Linked DNA regions of Mus musculus: all the other regions are linked to region 4. A link is a contact called in public promoter capture Hi-C data. All regions are on one chromosome and are shown on one strand. Each heading gives the region's core, a stretch centred on a gene start, on an enhancer-like site or on the middle of the called end of the contact. The rest is flanking DNA. Distances are from core to core; before and after follow the strand shown. Region 1 holds the start of Nkap (NFKB activating protein). Region 2 holds the start of Ndufa1 (NADH:ubiquinone oxidoreductase subunit A1). Region 3 holds the start of Rpl39 (ribosomal protein L39). Region 4 holds the start of C1galt1c1 (C1GALT1-specific chaperone 1).

Region 1 (4,534 bases), core at 1,708-4,207, 1.5 Mb before region 4:
CCAGCCCGTAATATTTGTTTCTTAATCATATATGAGCCTTCCTCCTATAAGATAAACCCATTTATCATTTCCTTGCTTTCTATAGGTTTCTCCTTCTTTCTATATCCATGACTTTTCTTCTTGAACCCACTTTAACTCTCTATCCTTGATATCCCCCAGTTCATCCTGGCTATCTAATCCAGCAGTCATTCAACCATAGGATGCATGCATCTCCTCACAGAATTCCAAGTTCAAGGCCAACTCTAGCTAGGAGTAATTTCTACAAAGGGCCATGTAGGTTTTTATGGCCTCTGTGGTTATGTTGTCTAGATTCTTCTCATGGCCATCAAGATCAAGGGTAAGGCCTGTCCCTCACCCACCACAGTCTTATGACCACCTCCATTCCTCATTCCCGAGAACCACATCTGTTTCATTTATTATGGTGTTATTAGCTTTGAGTAACGGGGGAAGTGTATTCTCCAGGAGAGATTGAAAGTAAAACACATAGATCAGACAGCAGATCAGATCCAGGCCAATGGCAGTCAATCAGCACATGTGCTGATCAACAGCTTGGCAATGCTTCAGGGGCAGGAACTGTGTCACAACACCCCTTATGCAGTCATGCTGGACCTGGAAAGAACTCCCCGCTTTGAGTTATTGGTCAGGGGAGTCCAAGAGCCTCCCCAAACATTATAGGCTAGGACCTAGATGATACACATTGGCTCTGACTTGAAAGCTGCCTCCCTGAGGACTAGCAATTGTGGTACCAGAAGTTGCCATACAAAATTCCAGAACAACCAATAGTCATGCCAGCAATGACAGCTAAGAACTTCAACATCAACCAGCACAGCATGATATTTCTAAGGGTGCAGGAGGGGCATGAATATCCTACTACCAGCAGATCTCTATTTGGCTGCATCCTCTCTTAGATGAGCCTGCCTACCTTTGAGTCTGGCTTGTTATCCATCGTTTCTGCTTGTATTTTGATCCCTGCTTGCCTCAAACCTTTTTCTATCCCTTTTTTCATTCCACCCCATAATCTTTTTATTCATCCTTTTCTTCCTTACATTTTCATTCATCCTCAAATAAAATAAGGCCTGCTCAACAAGAAGGAAATGATACCTCGTACCAGAAACCCAGCCAACTACCCAGGGCTACTGATGAATTTATCTTTGCACAGAATCTACAACCACCACTTTACTAAACCAGCACAGTTTTAACTGTATTATAAATATTTATCCTTACACCCATATATACAAGTGTAACAATCACCCCTCATTAAAGAAACTTATCTTTACAAAAGACAGAGAGCACCACACAGAAAAATCAAATTTGGTGGAGCTATTCATGTGACTACTCAATGAAATATGTACTGCACCCATCACAGAGAACAAGTAATCCTGTGGTGCCCAGCCCAGACTGATCCATATGCAACCTAACCCTTGCATCTATGGCTCAGGGATCATGGAGGAAGGGAGTGGGCAGAAAGAGTGTAAGAGACCAAGAAGTTTGCTCTCAGACTGCATCCCCTAGAAATGTCAGAGAAACTATGAAGTCTCAGCAACATGGCTACTTAAGCAAGACCTGACAAGGATGACACCAGAAGATAGATTATGGGAAAATCTCACGAGGCTCTAACCCTAGACAAAGAACTACAGGCAACTAGGTAATGCTGAGAGCCAGGAGAAATAGTCTTCCCTCAGCTGATTATCCAATACCAAATGGTCGGTCCTGAAATCATAAACATACGGTTAATATATGCTCTGAGCAGGTTATTGTAACAGGGCTCTAGACCTTAGTAGGTCCCCAGACCTTAGCACAACTGACTCCATGATGGAAGTACCATTCAGGCTGCAACATTCAGCATGTAGACAGTATCACCTGCCAAAACAAAAGACAAAAGATCAAAGTACATAGTTCTGGGAATATTCCTAAAGGTACTGACCTTCCCTGTTGGCTTCTGTAGTTTCACTTTTGGACATGTTCTTGTTAACTGAAGTATATCAACACAGGACGTGTGTGTGTGTGTGTGTGTGTGTGTGTGTGTGTGTGTGTGTGCGCGCGCAACTTTTTTTTTCGAGACAGGGTTTCTCTGTGTAGCCCTGGTTGTCCTGGAACTCACTCTGTGGACCAGGCTGGCCTTGAACTCAGAAATCCTCCTGCCTCTGCCTCCCAAGTGCTGGGATTAAAGGCATGGGCCACCACCGCCCCGGCGTGTGTGACTTTCTATTGGCTAAAACCCATATCTAAGTAGTCTTCTCTGGTGAAAACATTACAACAGCTATAGTTACAGGTACATGTAATGACAAATAAAGAAAAAGAGGCAATGAGTTTAAAAGAGCAAGAGGAGGCACGCAGGAATGGTTGGAGGTAGAAAGGGGAAAATGACACAATTACATTTCAATTTCAAAAAAATTAAAAACAAAATTAATATTTGAATGCTCTTTTGCCTAAAAATACTTAATACATACAACTATTAATCGTCTACCTTATATTTTGCTGGGCTAGTGTATGATGGACTAGTTGAAGGGGCTTGATAACTTCGTTTTGTGGGACATTTGTAGAGATGGGTGGCTTGAACCTACGTACTAAGATTTTCCTCTGGGTCGCTAAATTAATCGGAGTATAACAGACTGAAGTTATCAGAATGTATGCTTTCTAAGTGAACTGGACAACAATGATCTTAGATTAAAGCTTAACCCTAATCATGATCTTTTGTTTGCTTGGGATTAAAAAAAAAAGAGTGGGAGTGGGGGTTATAATACATACACAGATTCATACGCGCACACTATACAGGCAAAGATCGTCCCACACTAAATAAAGGGAGAATTGGCGGTGTTGCTTATATGGCTACTCAATGAAATACTTGTCTCATTCATCGCAATGTTCTTTCAGGCATCCAGTGCGGTTTAGGTTTCAGAAACCTCACTAGGAACTGGATGAGAGCGTAGCCTCAGTTTCCTGGCCGGCTTCTATATAGAGGTACACAAATCCCTTCCTGTTGGCGGCAAGGACTCTGGGTCCGGGGGAAGGGGTTTACCGCTGTACACGGAACTGTTTCCAAGTTGGTTTTTTTGTTTGTTTGTTTGTTTGCTTGCTTTTTTTCGGATTTGGTCGGCTGCAAGCTCTAGGACCCTAGGTGTCCGGGACCTTTGGGGGTCGCGAGAGCGCCTCCTTGTCCCGCCCCTTGGTAGCTTCAGCTTCCCCCACCATGGCTCCTGTATCGGGCTCGCGTAGCCCTGAACGGGAGGCCTCCGGGGCGAAGCGTCGCAGTCCATCGCGGAGCCCCAAATCCATCAAATCTTCCCGCTCCCCGCGGTGTCGCCGGTCTCGCTCGCGCTCTTGTTCTCGGTTCGGCGACCGGAATGGCCTCAGTCATTCGCTGAGTGGCTTCAGCCAAAGCTCCCGAAACCAATCTTACCGCTCCCGCTCTCGATCGCGCTCTCGCGAACGGCCCTCGGCACAGCGGAGCGCCCCGTTTGCTTCTGCATCCTCGTCCGCCTATTACGGCGGCTACTCGCGTCCCTACGGGGGCGACAAGCCATGGCCTAGCCTGCTGGACAAGGAAAGGGAGGAGAGTCTCCGGCAGAAGTGAGTGAAATCGCCGCACCCTCTCTTGGGTCATTCTGCCTGCCTTTGAGTCCAGCTTGTTCATTGTTTCTGTTTTATTTCGCTTCCCATCCGCCTCGCACCTTTTTCATCTCTTTCTTCAGTTCACCCCGTGACCTTTTTTATTTATCCTTTCTAACTTACATTTTCATTCATCCCTAGACTCCTTCATAAGAGGCCCTGGTTTCCCACTACCTACTTACCCCTACTGGGAAAGTAAGAGGCTATTGTATGCCTTGGTGTCATTATCCGTGCACCTGTCTTTATTCCTCACTAAACGGAAATAGAGGTTTGTGACTTTTATTGATCACAGAATTAGTAGTGCCTGCCTCTTGGTAGGCATGGCAGCTGTTTCTTGTTGCATGAACAAACAGAAAAAATTGAGACAAGAGGATATTTCAGTGGAAACGTTTTGCAGTGAACTGGGAAGTATTGTAATTAAGTATATGTATTGGTTTTGAGGGAAAAGAATAATTAGATGAGGCTATGTTGGGAAAAGTCTTGGCAAGTGGTCTCAGCCGTGTTGACCATGCAAACCAATGTGGGAATGAGATTGGATTTCCTCTAATGGAATTCTTAGTTTAAAAAGACTCACAAATCTTTAGTAGCAACAACTGTGAGACTCTTGAGGCAAGTCAGAACACTCATTCTCATCGACGTAGCAAATTTACGGCCGCCTTGGTCTACATGAGGCCATGCCTCAAGACATATTTAAATTCAAAAGCTGGGCATGCATGATGTCTCACTCCTGTAATCCTAGCGTTCAGGAAGCCGAGGTAGGACTGTCACAAGTAATTCGAGGCCAGCCTGTACTACAGAGTTAATTCAAGGTAGGCCTGAGGTAGAGTGATATCCTGAGAGAGGCTCATGTTGCTGCATTAGTCATAGTATCTGATATGTATGAAGTTTATTATGCTTGTTAAAAATTAGGTCTTAGGCCCTGTAC
Region 2 (4,219 bases), core at 429-2,928, 1.4 Mb before region 4:
CATAGCGGATTCCAGGCAAGCAAAGGCTAAATATTAAGACCCTGTCTCAATTACAAATCAACCAACCAAGTAAATAAATGGGTGTGCCCTCCATATGCACATGCATGAACAAGTGCACACACACATGTATGCATGCACACCACATACACTGAGCATCTATCTATATATGTATGTATGTGTATATATATATATATATATATATATATATAAAGTTTGTATACCACACTAGTAAAAACCATGCAAAGTAAATGAGCCCTGTATGACCTTAGGCAAGGCATTACCAGAAGCCACCACAATTCTTTTAGTCATCTTACCTTGGACACATAGTAGCGATTGACTCCAGAGATACGTCTATCGCGTTCCATCAGATACCACTGGTACTGAACACGAGCAACTCGTTTTTCCTTTAAATAAAGGACAAGGCAGTTTATAAATATAAGTGACCCAGTAAAAAGATATACCCCACAATTTTTCTTAAATGACATACTAGAGGCTGAAGAGATAGCTCAGAGGGGAAGGGTACCTGCCTGCTATTCTTGGGTGCTCAACTGGCTTCCCAGCACCAAGTTGGTTGGATTTTATTTGGGGGGGGGAGGGGTCATAACTGCAAGTCCAGGAGAGATTCAATACCCTCTTCTACTCTTCATGGGTGCACACAGACAGCAGCAGACACATACATAGATAGTAAATCTTGACAAAGTTAAAACAAAAGCTAAATGACTAATACAAAGCCAAAATCTCCTAAATGAAACCAGACCATGATGGCAACTGACTTCTCAGCCTTCTCCCTTTTTGAGTTGGGGGAGGGGACCAACACCACTGATTTTTTTCCTTTATCCTCCTCCCCCTCTCAACTACTTCTTTTTTTTTTTTTTTTTTTTTGAGACGGGGCTTCACTGTAGTAGTACCAGCTTTCCTGGACTTGACTGCTCTTTGCTCCTGCAGTGGACTGGATTCGTGGCACCCACTTCTGCTGCCTCCTAGCCTCCTTTAACTACTAGTTCCAAGAGACCCGGGGACCTCTCTTGATCTCCGCGGGCTCCTGCACTCAAAGGCACAAATACATCCACCAAAATCAATTAAACAGTGTCCGCAAGGAGATGAACGATGGGAAGGAGCGGGGACATGACTAACACCTTTCTCCCTCTGCCTAGGAACCAGGGCCCAACTCTTGTCATCTACCTTGCTAACTGCCGAATAGATTTTGCCTTTTGGGCCACTCCTCCTCAGCCCTCAAACTGGCTATGTTTTACTAAAGTTAAAAGGTGGAATCCCAAGTCTCCGCGTTCAGGCAACATTAAGAGGAGGATCCCCCTTAGATGGCTTCTTCTTCACAGAGCGAAGGCGCATCCAAACGGCCACCGTCCCCCACCATAAATGGCCCCCGTCCCCCACCGTCCCCCACCCGCGGCCGAGTCGGCCGCCTTACCTTGCCCCCGTTGGTGAATTTGTGGATGTACGCAGTGGACACCCCGGGGATGACCAAGCACACCCCCATAATGGCGAGGCCAGGGAGAATCTCGAACCACATCTCCGCACCGTTACTCGCACGCCAACCCGTCACCGGCTCCTCAGAGGTGACCCGGCTTTACCTCTCTTCCGGCAGCACGCGGGAGGGGCGGTGCCCCGTACGGCTCCGGAGGAGGAAGCGACGGTGGCTGTGGGGGCCCAAAAGTGACTGGCGTTCGCGGTCCAGCAAGCGTTCCCGGACAGGATTCTTTCTGTCGTCCTACTCCTCCTATCTGATCCGCTGCATCAGAGACCACCACGGAGTGTGACGACGCGAAGCGGTCCCGGACGTCGCGGCAGTTTCAGAACTTGGGGATCTCTAAATGGCGGAGCAACTTTCTCCCGGGAATTCTACCCGTCAGGTGTGCACGTTCCTCTTCAAAAAGCCTGGGCGGAAAGGAGCGGCGGGCCGCCGAAAGCGCCGGCTCTGTGATGCAGGCTCCGGGGACAGCTGCAGCAGCAGTGATGAAGGCAGCTCTGTGGTCCGCCCGGAGAAGAAGCAAGCGACCCACAATCCGATGATCCAGAAGACGCGTGGCAGCGCTAAACAGAAGGCAACCTATGGCGGCTTGAGTAGCGAGGACGAGAATGAACCGGAGGGTCTCGGCGTCGTCTACAAGTCTACCCGTTCGGCAAAACCCGTGGGGCCCGAGGATATGGGGGCGACCGCCGTCTACGAACTGGACACTGAGAAGGATCGAGATGCACAGTCCATCTTTGAGCGGAGCCAGAAGATCCAGGAGGAGCTGAGGGGCAAGGAAGATGACAAGATCTATCGGGGAATCAATAATTATCAGAAGTACGTGAAGCCCAAGGATACATCCATGGGCAATGCTTCCTCCGGGATGGTGAGGAAAGGCCCTATCCGAGCTCCTGAGCATCTACGTGCCACCGTGCGCTGGGATTACCAGCCCGATATCTGTAAGGACTACAAGGAGACTGGTTTCTGCGGCTTCGGGGACAGCTGCAAATTCCTCCATGATCGTTCAGATTACAAGCACGGGTGGCAGATCGAACGTGAGCTTGATGAGGGTCGCTATGGTGTCTATGAGGACGAAAACTACGAAGTGGGAAGCGATGATGAGGAAATACCATTCAAGTGTTTCATCTGTCGCCAGACCTTCCAAAATCCAGTTGTCACCAAGTGTAGGCATTATTTCTGCGAGCGCTGTGCATTGCAGCATTTCCGTACCACCTCACGCTGCTATGTCTGTGACCAGCAGACCAATGGCGTCTTTAATCCAGCCAAAGAACTGATTGCTAAACTGGGAAAGCATCGAGCTGAAGCAGAGGGTGGTGTTTCTGATTCTCTAGAAGACATAGAGGAGAGTCCAGTTTCCATTATTTAGACTTTCCATAATTCTCAGTCTCAAAATAAATGTTTTGTTGTTTCTTAAAATCTTTTCTTTCTTTCTTTCTAAAGGGAAGTGGCAGAGAAGGTAGGCGATGGAGTAGGGCTCCAGAGGAAAAGCTTCAAGATAGGTATTATCTGGAATTCTAGACCTGAAATAACTTCCATGACTATAGCATAGGTCATGTGGATGGGAGAAGTTCATGAACAATGCTAGGATTTACGTAAGGGAACCCAAGTCGGGATGACATCAAGAACTGATTCTATTATATCACATTTGAATAGTTTAGAAATTACTCTGATGCTTTATCTGTTGGTACAAGTGCTGTTTTCAAATGCACATTTGGAGGGCTTGAGTTGGTCCTCGATCTCTTTGAGGGTGTTTCTTGCAGTCTTTGGGAAATTGTCCATGCTCTCTTTGAAGCACCTATAGGTAACCCCCGTTTCCACTGACGATGGAAATGCTCTCTGTCGAGCTGTCCAGTATGCTAGATTCTATTCTCATGTGGCTGTCAGGTACCTGAAATGTGCAGATGGCCACTGAATTGGATGTTGTACTGAACTTGGAGATAGCGAAAAGCCTAATGCTTTATAATCTATAATCTGAAACTATCCCTGTCCTCATAGACTCCAATGGGACTAATCACACCTTGTTAAAATTAGTGTACCTGTATTCACAATTGTTTGGGATCTAGCTTAGTGCTTGGTATATGATAAGAAACTGATAAGAGGCAAACGTTTTAAGATGGGGAATTTAGACCAAATCCCACACTGAAGGAATCTCTAGGTAACGGGGGGATGAAAATGACAAATACATTTGGTTAACATTCCTGAGAGGCAGGGAGGACAGGCCAGAAGACCAGTCAATATTTTAATGGTAAAACTCAGACTGGGTTGATGTAAGAAAACAGGTAAATATAGCCGGGCGTGGTGGCGCACGCCTTTAATCCCAGCACTTGGGAGGCAGAGGCAGGCGGATTTCTGAGTTCGAGGCCAGCCTGGTCTACAAAGTGAGTTCCAGGACAGCCAGAGCTATACAGAGAAACCCTGTCTCGGAAAACCAAAAAAAAAAAAAAAAAAAAGAAAACAGGTAAAAGTATAAGTTGAGTTAAAAGGGGACTTTAGTCATACTTATTAATCTGTTTCAAGGTATTCTTTGAACGGACTTTCTTAAGCACTGTGTTTAGGATAGGGCCTAACATCAGTAAATAAAACAGACACAGGCCCCAACTTCCTAGAGCTGTATAGAGAGCAGCAAACATGGTGAGTATGGGAAAGGAGTGTACTGGGTTGATCTCAGAATTAACCGAAACTCTTGGGTGGTGATAGGGCTCAGTGGGTGGAAACACCTGCTGCCAA
Region 3 (4,141 bases), core at 631-3,130, 1.5 Mb before region 4:
GTTGATATCAAGCTTAAGTGGCTAAATTAAGAACAAGGAGGCTCACTTTTTGCCCCAGCAGAGCCACACCCAGATTTTTACTAATCCCAAAACTGGGCAATGCTTATCTTTAATCCCAGCATGTTGGGAAAAACCAATTCCCACCAACTGTCCTCTGACCACATGTGGGCCTGCATCCCCCACACCACAGAAAGAACTCAGAAAGGCGCTTCCCTTGCCTGGGGGAGACCCTGGGTTCGATCCCTTCCACCTCTCTCAAAGACCCAGCTGGTCCTGAGCTCAACTCTGGTTGCAGGAAAGAACACTCCTGCCAGAATAGTCAAATCCCTTGAAGCCTTCCTAGGGAAATTAGGAAGCATTTATAAAAGGTTTGTGGAGGGATTTCGGGGGCTAAGTAAGCTAGTCACTACCAAGGAGCCTCATGACCTGAGCTAGAGCCCCAAGACCCATTTGATGAATGGAGAAGTGTTTCCTCCCAGTTCTCAACCCCGTGCTCCCAACCCAAACAAAAGGAAAAACATTTCAAAAGGGAGTCCCCAGCACACTAATTGACTGGGGTGGACCGTACTTTGCAACTGTGTATCTCCATGCCCAAAGTTACTTAAAACATAACGATTTCCAAGCCGGACAAGAGAAGGCTTACCTGATTTTGTTACCAGTTTTCATCCGGATCCACTGAGGAATAGGGCGATTTTGCTTTTGTTTCTTGGCCAGGAATCGCTTGATTCGGAAAGTCTTGTGAGAAGACTACGAGGAGATGCAACCAGCTTAGTGACACCACAGCCTAGTCTCTTGATTCAGTCACAAATTCCAACAAACTAACATCAGGCCTGCAGAACATACACCCAGGAAAAGCTCCCCGACCTCGAACCACCAAGTCCTTTATCCTCATCACTTCTCTGGAGGAAGAGTTAATGGCTTAAACATGGCTCATAATCAGCACCAAGTTTCTAAGCCCAGGTCCTGTCTGACCTATAAACTGGCTGTCTGCTGGGCTCCAGCGATGAAACACGGAATAGCTGGAGTAGGAGAGGAAACGGACTTACTGGAACAAGGATGGCTTGAGGTTAGGCAAACCCTGGCCAGTTTTAAGTCAATGACACTAGGTACTGTACTCTGTAAGTCTTATCTACCTCCAAGTGACATTGCTGGCTAACCTAAGATTACGGAGCCCTAGACACTCCGTAGGCAAACACCATTACATAAAAAAATGCAACGAAGGCCAAGCGCACTCGTCCCCCTAGACCAGTTGGAGGTTTTATTTAACAAATTCAGATACTAAACCCACTTTGTACCTAGACGCCCATAAGCATAATCTTGCCAGTAGGCAATGACTGATGCGCTGTTAGCAGACGCCTCCAAGGAGTGACGCGCTAACTTCTGAAGGGATCTCAAAGTTCTGTTAACCCTTACTGTGGACATCTCGCTGTGCAAATGGCGATTCATGCTCTTCGATCAGGGACAATCTAAGAGTGGTCCCAAGCCTCTCGTTCTGCCCCCCCCCCATCATGAAGATCACCGTCAGCCCCAGGCTATATGAAACAAGAATACTTTGCACCCCTTGCCAGGCTGCAGGAAGAGCGTTCTCATCCTGCAAGGGTAAATGGACTTGATAATTTCATGCCGCGCCCACAGGCCGATAGGTGTCCCAGCTCCAAAAACGAACACTAAAACCCTGAAAAATACACCCAGCCCTCAATGCTGCGCATGTCTGCCACAAAGGCACAGCGGTCTGTGGCCTCAGGAAAGCCGCTGAGGGACGGATGGCGGCCGATAGTCTTACCATGGCGAGAAGCCGAATCAAGAATAGCGCGCACGATGGCGGAGGAATGGAGAAGAGAAAGGCCGGGACCGGAAGAACGCGATTAGAAGAAGTCGCTAGAGGCGGAGCTTAGGGGGGGATGGATGACTCGCAGCGTCCTCCCTAGCTCCACCCCTGCGCTCCCATGGGGCCGTGGGAACCCAAACCGGTTTATAGAGAACGTAATTCCGAGGCCTCCGCGTCCATGCCTGTTCCTGCAGGTGATCATCATTGTGCTGAGGGCCACAGCCTTGGTGGCCATGGTAGGTGGCCTTTGAGAAGTAACCAAGTAAACCCTTAGCAAACACCTGGAAACGGAGTAGGCGGGACCAACTCTGAGGAGGGCGGGAAAAGGCCTACATCACTTCCAGAGCTGCAACTCCCCCCGCTTCTGCGAGAGGGGCGGGGCTTAGGGTTGGCGATGCACCCTGGAAGGGAGGAAGATGGGGCTGCAGACATCTTTTAATGACTAACTTCACTATTATAGAGAATCCAAGTTCCATTCACAGCACCCATATCAGGCAGCTTACAACCCTCCAGCTCTAGGGGGTAACATGTCTCTGACTTCCAGGGGCACCTACACTTATGATTTACAGGTACACGTCCCCATGTAAACACACACGGACCCATTATCAATAGTACCTAAAAATACTTGATTAAAAGGGAGGCGGAGCTAGAGAGATGGCTCAGCGGTTACGAGCACCATCTGCTCTTCCCGAGGTCCTGAGTTCAGTTCCCAGCAACCACATGGTGGTTCACAACCATCTGTAGTGAATAACTACAGTGTGCTCATATAAATAAAATAAATATGTAAATCTTAAGAAAAAAAAAAGGCGCCGGAAAGTGGTGGTGCACGCCTTTAATCCCAGCACTTGGGAGGCAGACAGACCTCTGAGTTTGAGACCATCCTGGTTTACTCACACGAGTTCCAGGACAGCCAAAGATACACAGAGAAACTCTGTCTCCGGTGGGGTAAAAATCCCATATACCAGGGCCAGGGGAATCGTTAGTAGATAAAAGCACCAGTTACGCAATCCTGCCAACTTATAGTTCAAGTCCCAAAAAGTGAAGATACAGGGCGTGGTGGCCTACACTTTTAATCTTAGCACTTGAAGCAGAAGGATCAATATCTCTGAGCTCAAGGCCAGCCTAGTCTATATACTGAGCTTCCAGCCAGTCAGGATTACTACATATAGACCCTGTCGCTAAATAAATAAATAAATAAATAAGTACTCCTATGTATCTGCAACCCTAAGATTCCTACCGCACAATAGAAGGTGGAGACAGGAGAGAAAGTCCTGGAAGATTGAGGGCCAGCTAGCCTGGAGTATTTAACACAGCAACAGAAACAAGGCAAACCCTGTCTCAAAAAGGTGGAAGGTAAGAACTACTTCTCTTTGACATCTGCTCAACTGCTGTGTAAATAAAACAGAAAGTCAGGTATAGTTGTGTACCCCTATGAGGTCCCTATGAGGCAGACGCCAGAAGATCATAAATTGTGAGCTAGCCTAGGTTATATATTGAGACCTTACTTCTAAAAGGTAAACTATAGAAAGAGCACATCATAGAACAACAAGAAGCTGAAAACTAAAGATAATACCTGTGGATATCATAAAAAGTTAAAGATTCCTTTTATCAGTGCCAACTTATTCTCAGAACTACCTTGTGTATGTCGTTCCGGGGGAGGGGATGAGATTGTGATGTGAAAGGCTGAGGACCACGTGAGTCCCCAAGCAGCCTGCCTCTTCTTCCCTTCCTCACAGATACCTAACACACACTGCACTCAGCTCTGGACTTTCTCCTGATTTCCATAGCTTCACTTCTCCCAGCAGAGCAGCTAGTTCCTCATGGCTACAAGCAACCTGAGAGCTCCTGTGGTGGCCAGTGCTGTATGAGTGGTGCCCAGTGCCGCCGTAGGATCAGTGCTCAGTAAAGGATCAGACCCATGGCCATCCTGATTACTATGATGATGGCCCTACACCACCATTCCCAGTTTAGATTCTAAGCCTTTATTTTTTTTAATGTGCTTCTAGCTGGGCAGTGGTGGCGCATGCCTTTAATCCCAGCATTTGGGAGGCAGAGGCAGGCAGATTTCTGAGTTCAAGGCCAGCCTGGTCTACAGAGTAAGTTCCAGGAAAGCCAAGGCTGTTGAACTCAGAAATTCCAGAGGCTGAAGCAGGAAATCCTGTTATTCAAACAGCCAAGACTACAGAATGAGACTCTGTGTACATACATACCATACATACATACATACATACATACATCTCTATCTCTTTCTTTTTTATTTATTTATTTATTTATTTATTTATTTATTTATTTATTTGGTTTTTCGAGACAGGG
Region 4 (4,090 bases), core at 791-3,290:
TGCCCCTAAGACTAAATGTCTTACTACATAGTATATCAATTAATGATGTAATAAAAGCCCACGATGGAAAGTTGTTTGGAGAAAGAAGTCAATATAGGCATTATTTGGGGAACATTTGTGACTATTTTTAGCTCCTCGAAAGATACTTAATTCCTTGAGAAAGTTAAAAAATAAATAAAAAGGAGGAGAGGGGAACCTTCTGTATTTTAATTTCAATTAGAAAGTGGAAGGAGAGCCAATGTAAACAAAACAGCTGACAATATTATGGTTTACATTGTTGCTCGTCAAGACTGAATGTTCCCCAGTCTCTTCTGCAACTCTTCAAAGTTTCACTGGACTCCTTCTACTTCCACGGTGTCTCTTACGGTTGAAAAGGACCTTAGAAGCTGTTACCTGAGGTCATTTCTCTCATTTAAAGAATATGTCCAGTTATGTGTCAATTTAAAAAAAATGGGGCTGGAAAGATGATTCGGTGGACCTGAGTTTCCTGAGGACCTGAGTTCCATACCCAGTGCCCATATAAAAAGCTGGGCAAGGCAGGAAGCCATGTCTAACCCCAGCACTGTGGGGTTGGAGGCAGGAGCTCATTGGGGCCTGCTGGCCTTCAACATATTTCCTGGTTCAGGAAGAATAAAGGGGAGAGTGATAGAGCAGGCTACCAAATGTCTGCCCCATCTGACCTTAATACTCAACGCTGGGACCCCCTCTAGTGTCACACAAAGACTTCTTTTAAATGGGGAAATGGAGAACCATAAAGGTTAAATAGCTGATCTAAAGTCACAAAGGCTATCAGTGGTAGAAGTGACCTATAAACGCGACATGTGGATCTAGTAAACATAATTGATGCTTGCACCAAATTTTCCCATAATGCTACAAGGATACTACACTGACCCTGTCTCCCCCCTTCCTGTCCCCTTTTCTAAGATGTGAGATAGGGTTTCACTATGTATCTCCAGCTGATCTTGAACTTGTGATCCTCTCGTTTCATTTGTCCATGTGCTGGTATTACTTGTGTGTGGCAACACTTCTGGCTCCTATTGTTTTCTTATAAAAGAAATGAACTTTGACTTTTACCACAAAGACAGCTGTTTGAAGGACAGGTGCAGTTTCTAAGAGTGTGTGGGGAAGTGGGTGGGGGAAGGCAAGATGGTAGTTTCCCTCTGTAATCCAGAGAACTTGGTCAATAAACACTTCCCATAGGAAAGGAGAAAGAACAGAAAAGCTATGCCTCAAAACAGCATTGTAAAGTTCACCTTTATATTACTTGTTATAATTGCAGTTCTTATCACATGATCATTATTTCTGGCCAATACTCAACAATCCAGACAAGTACCTTCATATGATTTTGTGTCAAAAATTTCCAGAATTTTTCCTCCTAACGGCAAAAATACTATTAAAACTCAAAACGTCTACTAATTCTACACAAAATTATTTGTACAAATTATCCTAACATTTTTTTTTCTCCGCTGAGGAATTAAAAAAAAAAAAGTAACACCAACAATCCGCACGATGGGATATTTTTGTACAGAGGAGGGAACTTAAAACGCACACACAAGAGAAAGCAGAAAGTATGTTTTTGCGACAAACTTTCTTTCTTTTTCTGTTTTTAGAAGGAGAAAGTGGATGGAGATCAAAATGGAGACTGGGTACCAGGATGGATATCAGTGTCCCACTGAAGGGCCAAGGGAGAAGCTCTCGGAAGGCTGCTTTCCCCACTCCCGCTGGGTCCTCCCGCCGCACCTGCCAAGGCATCCCTAGTGGAGCATGCTGGGAACGGGCTAGGGCCCAGGCTAGGGCCCTGGCCTTCCCAGGGGAGGGAGGGAAGCAGTAGCTCTGGGTTGTGCTTGAAGTGGGGGCCGAGGTTTTGGCACTCACCGCATCTAGAACGGCTCCAGGGCAGGAAAGCGCTGCCTCACGAGGCTTGGACGTGAGAGGTCCAAGGCCCACTCTGTTACGCTCGGAACCAGGCTGCTCTAGACGCAGGCGGTATCCTCTCGTTGGTGTCATTAATGACGGAGCAACAGAGGAAGCTGACGAGGGTGGGGGCGGGGCGGGGCGGGGTGGGGCGGGGCGAGAGCTGGGAACGGCGTGGGGGGCGGGCTCCGTGAGACTCGGAAAGGGCCCGCCCCGACATGCTCAGCTGTACCCAATGGGATGCCCCGAGGGGCGTGCGTGTTTTAAGGCCCGCCCACGCTCCCTTCCTCGGTCTGCCTACGGGCGTGGAAACTGCCGGAGTGCGGAAGAGAGCTGCTGCTTACCTGATGTAGATTTCTAGATCATTCCTCTAACCTACTCTAATGTGTTGGTACCCTTGTGGTGACAAGAAGGTAATTCCTCCCAGTATTCCTGGCCTGGAACCAAAATGCAAGTCATTGAAATTGTCATCGCTTTGGGGAGCAAGAATTGGCTGTGGTTACACGGGTGGTAGGTTTCGAAGCCACATAGCCTAGAAGTGATCCTTCAGCCAAGTGCTTTGCTATCCTGGAGAAGTGACTTCATTTTCACGCTGCCTCTGTTCCTTCCTTTGTTGTGTTTGGAAAATATCTCACAGGTTATCAGTTAGTGTACATAACTCCCCTAGCAAAAGGTGAAGTGTAAAGTAAGCATTCAGTAAATGTTGGTTCTGTGTATTCCACCCTGTATTGCTAGCAGATAGTGCCAGGATGCAATAAGCAAATATTTGAGGAGTTAATGAGTGTTAGAAATACAGATGGAGAACCAAGCCCAGTACAGGATAAGGGGTGCTTTCAAAGGGCTAGCCAATAAGTCAAATGCAGAGTTGAGTGTAGACTCCAGGTCAAAGTAGGACTACAGAACCCCCCAATAAATACCTAGTCTCATTTTTTTTGTTTGTTTTGTTTTTTGTTTTTTCGAGACAGGATTTCTCTGTATAGCCCTGGCTGTCCTGGAACTCACATTATTATTATTATTATTAACAGAAATTATTATTCTGTAGACCAGGCTGGCCTCAAACTCGGAAATCCACCTGCCTCTGCCTCCAAAGTGCTGGGGTTAAAGGCATGCACCACCACTAGCCGGCATACCTAGTCTCTTGAAGTGCTCTTTTGTAGCTGGTGCTATTCGGTCACACTTGTAATGCCAACACTAGGGAGGCCAAGGTAGAAGGACTAGCAGTTAAAGGCCAGCCTTATAGCTATTCAAAAGGTTCTGTCACTAGATTTGGTTCGGGGAACACCGAGAAGTGACTTGGGCCTGAATTCCTGGAAACTCATACATTTGAGTGGTGACTGGCAATGCCTTAAGTACAATGGAAAGTTCAGGAAGTCTTGTAATGACATCTAGATTGCAAGAAATTACTATTCTGGCAGTAGTATCTTAATCGGGGTGTCATATTCCTGACAAACCTTGCTTTTCTTTTTTTGGGGGGTGGCATGTTTGTGTTTGAGCTAAACACATTCCCAGTGTTCAGTGCTGTTTACAAGGCAAAGACAAATGGAGTGGTTCTGTCTGTGTCCTGCACATATTCTACACGGGCCTGGTTTTTCTGCAGCAGGCCTTTGAAGAGGGCTTTGTCTTTGTGCTATGCATTAAGTGCCTTTCCTTTTTCCTCTTCACGGCTGGCATCCAATTTATCCATATCACAAACAAACAAACAAACAAAAAAACCAAACACCACCTCATATTCTTCCACAAACTCTTTGGCCCACATCTTCCTCATCTTTTCCCTCAGCATCTGCCTTCTGTTTCTCCAGAGACTTGTGAAAGTCATGAATGGGAACACTGTTGGACTACTTTGTTTCAGTCTCTCCAGTAATCCCTTCTCAGTGGCACTGTGAATATCAGTGCCTCTCCCCTCTCTTCTCTTCTTCCTTTTTCCTTTTTTTTTCCTTTTTTTTTTTTTTGCCCTCTTACTCAAAGGATCAGCTGTCCTCCATTACAGTGAAAGTTTTCTCATTTGAATTAGGTACTGGGTTATTTTTGCCAAATCTCTATTTACATTTGTGTTGAATGAAGCCCGGCCAGTGAATTCAATTTTCATCTATTCATTTCCAATGCTTTCTCATAGATTTCCTAAACTGGACTCATTCCCAGAGACGGCTAGGAAAAGTTCCTCGTTTTATAGCCTTCT

Evidence for each region. Promoter capture Hi-C pulls out the DNA fragments that hold promoters and counts their contacts.
Region 1: a contact with region 4 is called in a promoter capture Hi-C map of erythroid cells, with 39 times the contacts expected there. The contact joins the promoter of Nkap here to the promoter of C1galt1c1 in region 4. A contact is called at or near these places in 2 of 39 promoter capture datasets (embryonic stem cells and erythroid cells), 2 of 115 datasets of contacts at active chromatin or transcription factors (astrocytes and microglia) and 1 of 9 other capture datasets (adipose tissue).
Region 2: a contact with region 4 is called in a promoter capture Hi-C map of erythroid cells, with 34 times the contacts expected there. The contact joins the promoter of Ndufa1 here to the promoter of C1galt1c1 in region 4. A contact is called at or near these places in 3 of 39 promoter capture datasets (erythroid cells, liver and pre-B cells).
Region 3: a contact with region 4 is called in a promoter capture Hi-C map of erythroid cells, with 37 times the contacts expected there. The contact joins the promoter of Rpl39 here to the promoter of C1galt1c1 in region 4.

The regions. Positions count from the first base shown.
Region 1 is chrX:37,123,806-37,128,339 of GRCm38.p6, forward strand. It overlaps Nkap (NFKB activating protein), which reads left to right and starts at 2,958. Exons shown (of 9, transcript NM_025937.4): 1 at 2,958-3,570. The coding sequence starts at 3,191.
Region 2 is chrX:37,189,560-37,193,778 of GRCm38.p6, forward strand. Ndufa1 (NADH:ubiquinone oxidoreductase subunit A1) reads right to left here and starts at 1,679. Exons shown (of 3, transcript NM_019443.2): 1 at 1,430-1,679; 2 at 315-404. The coding sequence starts at 1,531. It overlaps Rnf113a1 (ring finger protein 113A1), which reads left to right and starts at 1,663. Exons shown (of 1, transcript NM_153503.2): 1 at 1,663-2,908. The coding sequence starts at 1,833. The coding sequence ends at 2,858.
Region 3 is chrX:37,083,342-37,087,482 of GRCm38.p6, forward strand. Rpl39 (ribosomal protein L39) reads right to left here and starts at 1,881. Exons shown (of 3, transcript NM_026055.2): 1 at 1,784-1,881; 2 at 644-747. The coding sequence starts at 1,786.
Region 4 is chrX:38,633,103-38,637,192 of GRCm38.p6, forward strand. C1galt1c1 (C1GALT1-specific chaperone 1) reads right to left here and starts at 2,041. Exons shown (of 2, transcript NM_021550.3): 1 at 1,876-2,041. Gm52440 (a long non-coding RNA gene) reads left to right here and starts at 2,186. Exons shown (of 2, transcript XR_003953098.1): 1 at 2,186-2,327. It also overlaps the pseudogene Gm18436.